Regions from separate parts of the Sparus aurata genome. Here region 1 is linked to region 2. Evidence: chromatin contacts called from public Hi-C data. All regions are on one chromosome and are shown on one strand. The core of a region is the stretch at or near the end of the contact, and the rest is flanking DNA. Distances in the headings are between cores, read along the strand shown.

Region 1 (5,775 bases), core at 2,130-4,629, 150 kb before region 2:
TGCGTCCATGCTCATGGATGATTGCGCAGGGAACTCCAGCTGTCTTGGTTTTGGTATTATCCTGTCCGGAGGCTGGTAATAGCTACCGATGTAACTATTTTTGGAGGGTGAGTCTAAAATCTAAAGACAAGAAGAGGTGGCAGTTACAACAAATTATATACTATATTTACATTTTGTAGGGGTAAACTGACTATCTGTCCTGGCTAATTATTGGGGATGATAAAAATTCCCTTTTCTGCCCCAGATTTCTGATTTTTTTCCAAAGGTGATTGAATGTTTTGGCCCTTTATCCTCCACAGTTAAACCTACTCTCCTCAAATTTGGTTGTTTTATGAGTCAGACTATGACTCATGACCAGCATGTTAACAGTTTGGTTCGTTCATGTTTTAATCAGTTGAGAAACATTGCCAAACTCAGGCCGCTGTCCCAAAACCTCAGCTGGAAATGATCATTCATGCATTTATTTCTTCACAACTTGATTACTGCAACTCACTTTTTCCACCTATCTAAGCAAAACTTCCATAAACCATTTACAAGTTTTATCACAGCTGCCAAACTTTTGACCAAGATCACTGAAAGATCTCGTGTCCCACCAATCCTTTCGCCTTTACACTGGTTGTCCATACAACTGAGAATTTAGTCCAAGATCATTGTAATCACATTTAGGGCCTTGCATGGTGAGGCACCAAGCTACAATAGCTTCTAATGACCTATAACACAAGTAGAACTCTGAGGTCCACTGGCCAGGGATGTTAACTGTTCCTAGCACCAGGCTACAGACAAAAGGAGACTGTGCTTTTGAGGTAGTAACTCCTACACTCTGAGACCTTCTTTGCACTGAATTTACGTAATGTGGACACAGTTGACACATTTAAAAAAGCAGCTAAACGCTAATTTATTGAAACATGCTTTTGATTAACGTGTCTGCTATTTTGTATTGCTATGTTTAACCCTATAGATTATCTTGCTGACAGATTGCTTTATGCTCTGTTGCTCTGTTTGTGTTTTCTTCATTTTATTGCTGTGAAGCACTTTATGACGTTCTGCTCTTGAAAGGTGTTGTATAAATAAACGTATTCTTAGGATTATTATTTACATTTCTGTTGGTAAACTACACTTAACATTGCACTTTCCCCCAGTGACACAGTTTTCTGCATCAAGAGGGCTGTTGTACGAACAAGCCCAGTTACGCTCCTAAAAGCATCAGGAATTTAAAAACTGCTAACGTTTCGCAAACAATAACACGCCGATTTATTGACAGATAACGTCCAGATAAGATGTATTCTTATCATAAAGCAGCGACGACATCCATTTGCAACCGCCCTCCCCTATGTTCAAGCTATATAAACGTAAAAAAAGAATAGAAAAGCCTCTTCTTACAACCTAGCAGCTAGCAACAAGTGAGCGAAAGTAAACAATGCTGCAGCTAATGTGTTAGCCACATTCGCAGCTAACGGCTGACGAGCGAGTATTACCTGGTCGTAATGAGTCTCCATTTTGTAACACAGAGGACAATAGTCGTTTCAAACGATCATATGCTTCTATATAATATAATCAGACTGATTGTGTTAGTTGTAAATAATTCAATATTGCTGTCTGATTTCTTCGTGCAACTCAGTTGTCCTGTCACCATGAGGAAGTCCGAACATTTTAAATTTCCCTCCTCTTTGCCGCTCTCGTCACAGAGGTTCCGCCTGCGCACTGTTCCATCTCCCACTTCCCAGGTCTACAATGTGCCAGACGAATCAGTGTTATTTAACAGAAAAACCCACATTTTATTAAGGTTTGGTCACAGAGATACCATTCAAGATTATTTAGATCAAAGGAAACAAGTTAACATTATTAGAATTTCATCTCCCCCTTCTGCTTCCCTCTATCATATTTGACCAGGCTGTAGATTTTATCTCAATACAATTTAAGTGTTCAAATATTTAAATTAATCAACCAGACTACATGTTCAAATACATTTCAATTAGCGGTTTCATGTTCAAGTACAAACATACACTTTGGTAAGTTGGCTTCTTTGCATCAAGATATTTATTATGTGAGTGAGTGATCTTTTTTACATGAAGTGCTTTAAATGCTCATTGTGTGTGTAATACACCTTCCCTTTCAGAGAATCTGAACTAATTGTAAATCAATCCAAAATCTATTCTGCGTTTTACTTTTTGATTAAAGTTTGATTGAAGTAATCCTAATGAAAAAATAATAGAAATATTAATTCCCACACACTGATTTGTTAAAAAAGGTATTTGATAATAATAATGATAAGGAAAATAAAAATGATAATGATAATAATAACATTTTTTCATTGGAATTGATTTTGGGAGGATTTGATTGCCTGCACCATAAAAAAGCATGTGGTGTGTATGCTGTTGTCCACTCACCTTGAGTAATGTCATCACAAGTACACTGATATTTAAAATATTTAATCATTTCTTAATGTATTGCTGAAAAACTGACCTTATTATTATGCCTTATTTAAAAGAAATGGAGGATGTAAGCAGACATAAGCCCCTCATAACAAAGTTGAGGGTCTCATATCATATTATTATTAGCCTCTATCATATTATTATCACATTATTAGATGCCATTTTTGTCTAACCCCACACATACACACACATCCACCCAGAATACTGAGGACATGACCTCAGTGGCCTTGATTAACACCTTTTATTTAAGAAATAGCCTCTTATGGTCTGCAGCATAATGTGGAGACATGCTGTCTTTCAACTCAATAAAACACTTTTCAGATCTCTGAAGCTATTTTCTGATAGTGCCATGTGTTTAGCCTGTACCTCAATCACCAGTAAACATTTGCACAGCAGCAGTATGCAAATAGTCTGCTGCAGCAAAAAAGCGACGTGCTCACAGTGTGGCAGGTGTGCAGCGCTGAGATAGTGAATTTATCAGGGACAAAACATTTGTCTCTAACATCACAATCCAATTATATCTTCTGTCAGTCATTGTTGACGTGGATATTTGTGTGCTCACACTGTTTAGCTGGCACTGTTAAACGTTTTAATGTGTAGCTTGGCAGTTAAGTTCAATTCAACCGAGGTTAAATGTAAAACAACAAATCAAGTGGAAATGTAGGCTACACCTCCTTCTTTCTCTCCTCTGTCTGCCTTTCAGTTATTTCTGATAAACAAGAGCGGGGAGGGGGGGGGCTGCTGCCGAAATGTATGACGGGAGACGTAGTTCTTCCGAGCTAACATCCACAACACACAATACGCGAGGAGAACTCAACTCCCATAAAACCTTCCCCCGGGAGCTTGGCAACTGGCCTCCGACCAATCATTTGTCAGATCCCACACGGTAACGCCCTCGAATGCCCACGGCCTCCTCTCATTGGCCAAAGCGTTCTGCCGATCAAATGATTACTCTCAAGTTGCCCCCTCCTCTCGTTTCTACCCTGGGACTAGCGTTGCTGGTCAGTGCTGTGTGAAGGCGTCCCGGAGCAGAAGACCAGCGCCAAAGAATGTGGATAAAGTGAGTATTTGAGAATGACACTTTGTGTTTAATGTCCACATCGAAAGGTTTGCATGTAGGGGTTATGTTTTTCGTTTTCGTCCTTTGTACTTTACTGGTGTCTTTGTGAACGGGCAGCTTGGAAGCTTTGCCACGAAAAGGAAGGCAGGGAGAGATTGAATGGACCTCTACTAACTGACAAGTTGCGTATTTGCACATTTTCCAAACATGATATGTCTTACATTTAAAGAAAAAGACATTAACCGCGAAGGAAAAATTGGTAAATATAATTTACAGAGGCAGAAGGAGAGAATGACACTTTAACTGGCAGATTATGATGGCTTGTAAACATCACTATAATAGTCTGCACTTTAGCCGGGCTTATTTTTTTTTTTGGGAGATGATACAGACCAAATGTCAGCATGGTTTAGGTTTAAATCCCTGTATTCCTGCCGATATTTAGCAGTTACGAAATCAGATACACAATTTGTCAGTCATATTCTACACGTTTGAATGTTTTATCATTGAATTAAAACTCTCAACCATTACAGAATTTTCGAGACTATTTATACCATGGTGATCAATTGTGATGTCAGTGTTAGGTCATTTTGGCAGGTAGGGTTTTGCAAATTAAGGCTCAACCATTTGGTGGGGTCTGCTCCCTTACATCAGGATTTTTTTGAGTATGTCTGAGACTATATCGTCTTAGATTTGGATGTAAACACATTTTTGTACAGCAGTTTCTTTTTATTTACAATATGTGTTGATGCTGATATATACATATTTGTACATGGTTTGACACTGAATGTTATATTAGATGCTGTAGAATAACATTAAATCATTGTGAGGGGTTGTTTTGATGCTGTGATGTAAATACGGAGTGTTTCATGTGTTATTTGTTGTGTAGCCTCTTTTAAGACAGCACAAACGTTAGATCAAAAGATGGAAGTGCAGGAACAGGAATCTCTGGGGAGATGGGACGGGCTGGGCAGTCGGGATGCCGTCTCCAGGAACGAAGCCATGGAGAACATCTGCCAGGTGGTCATGAGGAAAGTGGAGGCCATCAAGCCAATACCACTACCGGTCCGGTTATCCCCGGCCTCTGGGTGCCTTCCCACTAGTGACCTGAATGACATCTTGGCTCACGTCCTCATGCTCTCCAAACGGTGTCCCTACGAAGACGTCAGGGAAGGATGCATCCGGCTTCTACAATCCATCCAGGTAAGAGATTCATACAGCTTATAACGAGACCCCGGTGAGCTTTGTGCTCTATGTTGCATTAATCTGTACCAGGCTGTCACTGGTCCTCCCATACCAGTGCTTATGGTATTGTTCTGCTGCCATCTGCTCCCCTCATCACTTCTTCATAAGCATTGCAAACATTGTGGTTGAGTCAGAACGACGTCAAGAGCCAATGCAATGTTTTGTCAAGTGGATTACATTCAGTGACACAACGAGACACCGCAAACTCATTAACACTTAAATACTGCAAGGGTCGAAGCCAAACTTCAGAATAAGATACACGCACAAAGAAAAATAGAGATCTTCACCGATGATTAGACAACATGCACATTTGCACACTTGGCACATGATGCAAGTTTCTTGATTATTAGTCAAATAATAAGCTAATTTAACCTAAGATCACATTGTTAAGGTTTTTAAAAGGCTGCAAATACAGAAATGTCTAATGTATTTTCTATATATGACAAATTTCACTTCTCATGCTTTTTACAATCAAACAATATAATTTAGCTGATGGTCTCAATGTCTAACAATTAATGTAACAGAAGAAAAAATGCCTTAATCACTTTAATTACAAGCAATCAATAGGAAGCCATTTAACACCATTTAACAGTTTCACCATCATGAACTCAGACTAAATAATTGAACACGTAATGCTTAACAATTAAGTTAAATACACTGCGAATAACTAATGATTTCAGTCGTAACTGTCAATATAGATTGCCGCAATTGTCATACAACATATAACATATTGATTGATTCTTCCTGGAAAAAAAACGTCTTTGCCTCTAAAGTACACTTCATGGCTTTATTATATATATTTCATCTGCACAATTTGCTCAAAGGCCTCTGTTCACCAGCACACAGTGAGTTTAACAGGCAATAAAAACTTCTACACTGCACTTATGTGGGTATTTTCAGAGAGCCAAGACATGTTTACTGAAAATACTCAGTGACGCCCTCCATCATCAACATCGTGCCATTATGACAGCCAACATTTCATTTTTTCATCTTATCTTTTTAAACACAATCAAAATGTTTCTTCATTTCTGTTGGTTGTTT
Region 2 (5,508 bases), core at 852-3,351:
ATAAATCATTTAAGTCAGGATTCACAACCACAGAGAATGACTGGAAGTGCCCCACATGGATCAAGCCCTCACAGACACTTCCCTCCCCCTGTGCAACATTATTGTTAAATCGTTTTGTTTACATCCAGCTCCTTGTGCTATTAATGGATTAGCTGCTGTTCAGTAAACTGCATTATGTAACTGTATCATTCCTTGAGTCTTAAACGGGGGTTGCGTCACTCGAAATAGGCTACTGTGTTTCCAGACGAACCGGTTACAACCTCTCTGTTTGCTCTACTTCCAGACATGTGACTGTGGCTGTGTCGTCAGAGGAATATTATCGCTCATCACAATACAAAATAAAAATTAAAAAGAAAAAAAAAAAAAAGACAAAAGACATCACGTTTTTTGGTCGATTTGAAAAGATCATTATGTGTAGGTCACTGAACCCCAGAGAGAGTAATGATCTTGGATGCTTCCCTCGTGTGATTTTTTCTCATTTGCTCGACGTTTTCGGACAGATCTGTAATTCCCATTAGAATGATAATAAGAGGAATAATGAGCGCCAGACTTTCCAAATAGACGCTTGTAAAACAAAAACACGCGACTGTGCTGCTATAATTGTGTGAGCGTGCGTGAGTGAGTGTGTGCGTGCGTGTGTGTGTGTGTGTGTGTACGTCAGTGGGTTTACAAGCCACATGCTTTTTGTTTTTGTTTTGATGGAGGAAGGAGGGGGGCTGGCTGGGTGGGTGACAGAGAGAGAGGGGGGACGACTCTTACCTTCCATCCTGCAGAGCTGTTGCTGTCGCCTTTGTCTTTAAAGTAGGGGATGGATCTCACCATCCAGTCATAAATTTGGGACAGTGTCAGTCTCTTGTCCGGCGCGCTCTCGATGGCTTTGGTTATCAGGTCTGCGTAGGAGAGGTTCCCCCAGGCGTTCCTGCGAGACGATGCCTTCCTCGGGGTCTGCTGCGCGGCCAGGCTGCTGGGGGTCAGCGCGCCTGAGGTGGCCGTCGGAGAGTGCGTGGAGAGCGGGGAGCCTCCGCTGTCGTGGCCGGGAGAGGAGAGCGCCCCATCGGCCGCGGGGCTGTTGCTGCTCTGGTCCTCCGTCGCCAAGCCGGAGCCATTGACACCGATGGCCGAGGCGGTGGCGTTGTCCTCCTCATCGTCCTCCTCCTCGGGTATGATATCTGTGTCGTGGCTCTCCGGTTTCACCGCGTTTGAGTCCGGTCGCGGCAGCGGCCAGGTGCAAGACCTTGGCCGCTTCTGGGGCTCGAAGTCCGGGTCGATGGCCACGTCCAAGTCCGGGAGATGGTCGGGGAGCGGAGCCTCGGCCATGATCTCCAGCTCCGGTCACAATCTCGCCCCGCTGCCAGGTAAATAAAAGTTACAAGACGAGAAGCGAGGAGCTGTCAAAGTCGCGTCCCATGAATGCGCGCCCCCGTCCTTTGTTGCTATTCCACACCAGCGAAGTCCTGACGGGGCCGAGGGCGACTCACTTATTAGCGCCTGTTGAGGACATAAAGACAGAGAAAATCAGCCCGACACATTCAGTCAGAGTGAAGTTCAAACACAGCCCGAGAGATTCAACACAGCGGCCGAGCGTGTCAGCGAGGCTACGATAAACTACTCCTTAGAAATAAGAGAATGAATCGCCCCTCTGAGTTCATTATGAAACACTACTTGCTCATGAATAAGAGCTCTACATAAAAAAAAAAAAATCCTGGTGCACGGAGGTCTGAATCCACCCACAGAAGATCAGTGACAGAGGACAAAGTGCTCAAACCTCGTCTCTCATAAATCCGATCCCAACACTTTAAATGAAATACCTTGCACTTGCGCTCCGTGGCACAAAATAAATAATAATTTAAAAAATAGCCCCCAGACGAGACTCTAGATCCCGGATTGTCCGCGACCGCTTCCAGATGCCATCTTGACTCTCTCTCCTCTTTTCGCTCCGTAAGTGCGCTTCTGCGATATGGAGACAGATTGGAAGTGTGCGGGGCAAGTCAGTGTCGATGTGGAATAAGACTGCCACCTCACTCTGGGTTACTACTGTATCTCGATTTGCTCTCCACTCACAGCGCTGCACACACACACACACACACACACACACACACACACACACACACACACACACACACACACGCATGCAAGTCGATCAAGGGCCAGCCCCCTGGATCCTGTGCATGGGATCGCCTTTTAAAGAGACACTGCAGTCCAACAGGACGGTGCGGTCTGCGCGCAGGTGGAGGCTGCTGGGACACGTCCTGACATGTTGATGAGTGATACACAGAAATAATGGCGCACAACATAAGAACAACAGAGGATCGATTTGGTCGAGTAGTTTTTTTTTTAATTTTAGAAAGATTCTTTGACTGCGCTATGCTTGTAAAAGAGGAGTTATCAAACCGTGAGTGCTACAGATGCTCTGTTATAATCCATTAATTTTGATGCATCTGACTCTGAATTGTTTAATTATCACTTAATCTGTCAATTATTCTCCTGATTAATTGACTTTTTGGCTCATTGAATATCAGAATATCATGAAAATATGTCCACAACACTTCCCCAGAGCCCAGTCGACATATTCAAAAAATGTGTTTAATTTTAATATCACATGAGACAATGTAAATGAGCAAATACTCACATTTGAGAGGAAATAATCAATGATCTTTGGACATTTTTGCTAAAATAAAAAAAAAGGAATCACAGAAAATGGCGCTTAATACATGAATCAACTAATGGTTTCTCATTTAAACAACTTTAAAAGGTGCAATATGTAAAAACATTTACAGAATGACAATCAAGACATCTATGCATTGCGTTGTGTTGCAGAGATATCTACTGAAATTAGCATGCTGGTTAGCATGCTGGTCAGCAAGACACAATGTATACACAAATGCTAATAAACTGAATATTCCAAAACTTTTTGGAGTAACCATCTTGGATTTTGAAGTCGGGGTGGGGAACCCGACTTCAAGGAGCGTTCCTTTTGAAAGTGCCAACTGGGAACTCTGAAATTCTGACTTTTAAGTTCAAGTGGAATACACCATAAACCCGCCAGTCCTGGCTGCTAGCTGCATGGCTAACTAAGCTAACTAGTTAATAGCAGCTACAATGAGCAGTATCTCTGGTAATCATTTTTTTTTTCTATTTGGTGGCAAGTTCTTACATAATGCACCTTTAACTGCTGGAATAGAAACTGTGCTTTCAAAGAGACTTACGGTCACCTTCCAAAATTTGTTATCAAGAAATAAGGTGTGCCAAAACGTTTTATGGATTTATGCTTTTAATTTTATGAAAGATTAAATATAGTATTCATGTTAACTTGCTCAGAAAGAAAATGTGTTAATGTTTGATATAACCTAGTAATAATAATCCATGTTCCATCATATCACATGTGATTTTATATAAATATATAAATGTAATATGATGACATTGTTTTATGCTTCAGACATGATCCTCCAAAATAAAAGCATTGTCAGTCTAGCATCTCTCTATCTTTAACATCCATACATTTCCATTCACATCACTCTCATCTCAGTGACACTGATGGCGCCTTTAATCAGCGAACCAGCCTGTCAATCAACGTCCGTCACCGCGCTCGGGCCACGCCCCCTTTCTGGAGCCCATACAGGCTCGCTCGGGATGACGTCACCTTTTTTTTATTAGCCAGAGAGAGAGAGAGAGAGATAAGAGCAGAAATCCTAGATGGTTCGTCGTCCTGTAAGTGATGCTCTGGACCTCCGCTCCTCCTCCTCCACCTCCTCCACCTCCTCCTCAGGATCAAAACAGCCTCGTCCACATCTTCTTTGTTCCTCCGACGGCTGCCTGACGTGCAAGGTGCGCGTCCACCTGCGTGTGCTCGCGCGGTTTCTGTGCAGGAATGCGCGTTCACAGCTGACGATAACAAGATGTCACTTCATCAATACAGCATAGATTTAGATTTTGCTCATGTTATTTCCATGTTATTTCCAAGAATATTGTGTTTTTTAAATTAACTTCACAAGAATTGTCTCTCTTACAGTGAGGTCTACTCAATTCCTTAAACATAACTGTAAATAAACAGTGTATCATCTTTGTGCCTGCCTGTTTTTCATCTCAACCAGACTGACATGCTCTTTACAAAGCTTGGATATGATTATGAACTGTGTTCATTGGCACACATTTTAACAAGGCAGCTAGGTTCAACACACACACACACACACACACACACACACACCCTATCTACACTAGCAGTCTGGAGTGTGTACTGTACGGGATTGCAGGAGTGCATGCATTGTGATGTGATGGTTTTTGTTCCCTTCACATCAAAGAGAATACCTGATGCAGCAGTTTGGCTCCTGCAGAGAACTATAGAGTTAACCGCTCACTGGATGTACAGACAGAGGTTAGGATGTCTCGTGTGTGTGTGTGTGTGTGTGTGTGTGTGCGTGTGTGTGCGTGTGTGTGTGTGTGTTTGTGTGCAGAATTACTGTATGTAGCCCTCTGAATCAGACAGAGATATATCACTGATCCTTTTAGAATATCTGAAATAGGTAAATTCTTTGTTTATTTAAATGACAAAGGAGAATTTTAAGCATGATTTTCTTTTTTGCGCTTTTGCTGTTTTGCCATCGGTGATCTTTGAATAAAGTTTTGTTTTGAGCATCTTTTAAAACTGTCTCATGACCAAGCCATGTCACTAATAATAACTTTATTTAAAAAAAAATCAAAAAATGACAATATTTATGTTATTTTTCTGACTATTCTAAAGTTTTTCATGTCCTAACAAGGTTAACTCAGTGACTGGAGTGGTGAAGTAGCCATCCACCAATCAGAGGGTAGGTGGTTCAATTTCTGGCCCCGGCAGTCTACATGCCAAAAGCATTCTTGGGCAAGATATTGAACGCTAGTTTGCCCATGGTGGCTCTTCCATCGGTGAGTGTGATGGTTATTGCTCCTGATAAGCAGGTAGTCACCAGTGAATGCGTGTGAATGCTGACATGTGTTGTATAGCGCCCCGACTAGAAAAGTGTTATATAAATACAGTCCATTCACCAGCTGTTGATCTATGTCATGTGGAACAAAATAAGTGTCAGACGTGTCCCCTCAATACCCTACTGCAGCATATCTGGCATTTAGGCAACTTCTTCTGCACCAAGATAAGCCCACTTTACCCCAGATGCCCCTTCAAAGGCCTCAATAGTGTTGCATAGGGACACATTCATGCACGCAAACCAAAACCATTAGTATTATTTCCCTTTTTCTTCATAAAGGACACATTTAACCCAACACTTCGTATCTTCTCCCAGTTTGGTGCCACATAAGGTCGGTACAGTATCATCTCGCGGCCTTAAAACCAAATGGAAATGTTTCGGGACAATGTCTGAGCTCCATTCAGTATTCAACATGCAGGTATTGTAAACTGCTCTCGCAAAACTTGATTTCCTCTATGTTTACCAGTCCTTCTTGCATCAATAGTCTTACATCTTGTTTTCCATCCATATTTGAACTGTTAAAGAGACAAAAGGTGAACTGTTCTCC

What was found. A called contact is a pair of places that touch in the nucleus more often than the background predicts.
Region 1: a contact with region 2 is called in a Hi-C map of an unstated tissue, with 4 times the contacts expected there. The contact joins the promoter of sesn1 here to the promoter of foxo3b in region 2. A contact is called at or near these places in 2 of 2 Hi-C or Micro-C datasets (skeletal muscle and an unstated tissue).

The regions. Positions count from the first base shown.
Region 1 is chr22:18,042,272-18,048,046 of fSpaAur1.1, reverse strand. It overlaps sesn1 (sestrin 1), which reads left to right and starts at 3,379. Exons shown (of 10, transcript XM_030404857.1): 1 at 3,379-3,492; 2 at 4,379-4,692. The coding sequence starts at 4,414. cep57l1 (centrosomal protein 57, like 1) reads right to left here and starts at 1,496. Exons shown (of 11, transcript XM_030404931.1): 1 at 1,476-1,496; 2 at 1-120. The coding sequence starts at 1,496.
Region 2 is chr22:17,890,830-17,896,337 of fSpaAur1.1, reverse strand. It overlaps foxo3b (forkhead box O3b), which reads right to left and starts at 2,101. Exons shown (of 4, transcript XM_030405224.1): 1 at 1,809-2,101; 2 at 760-1,488. The coding sequence starts at 1,317.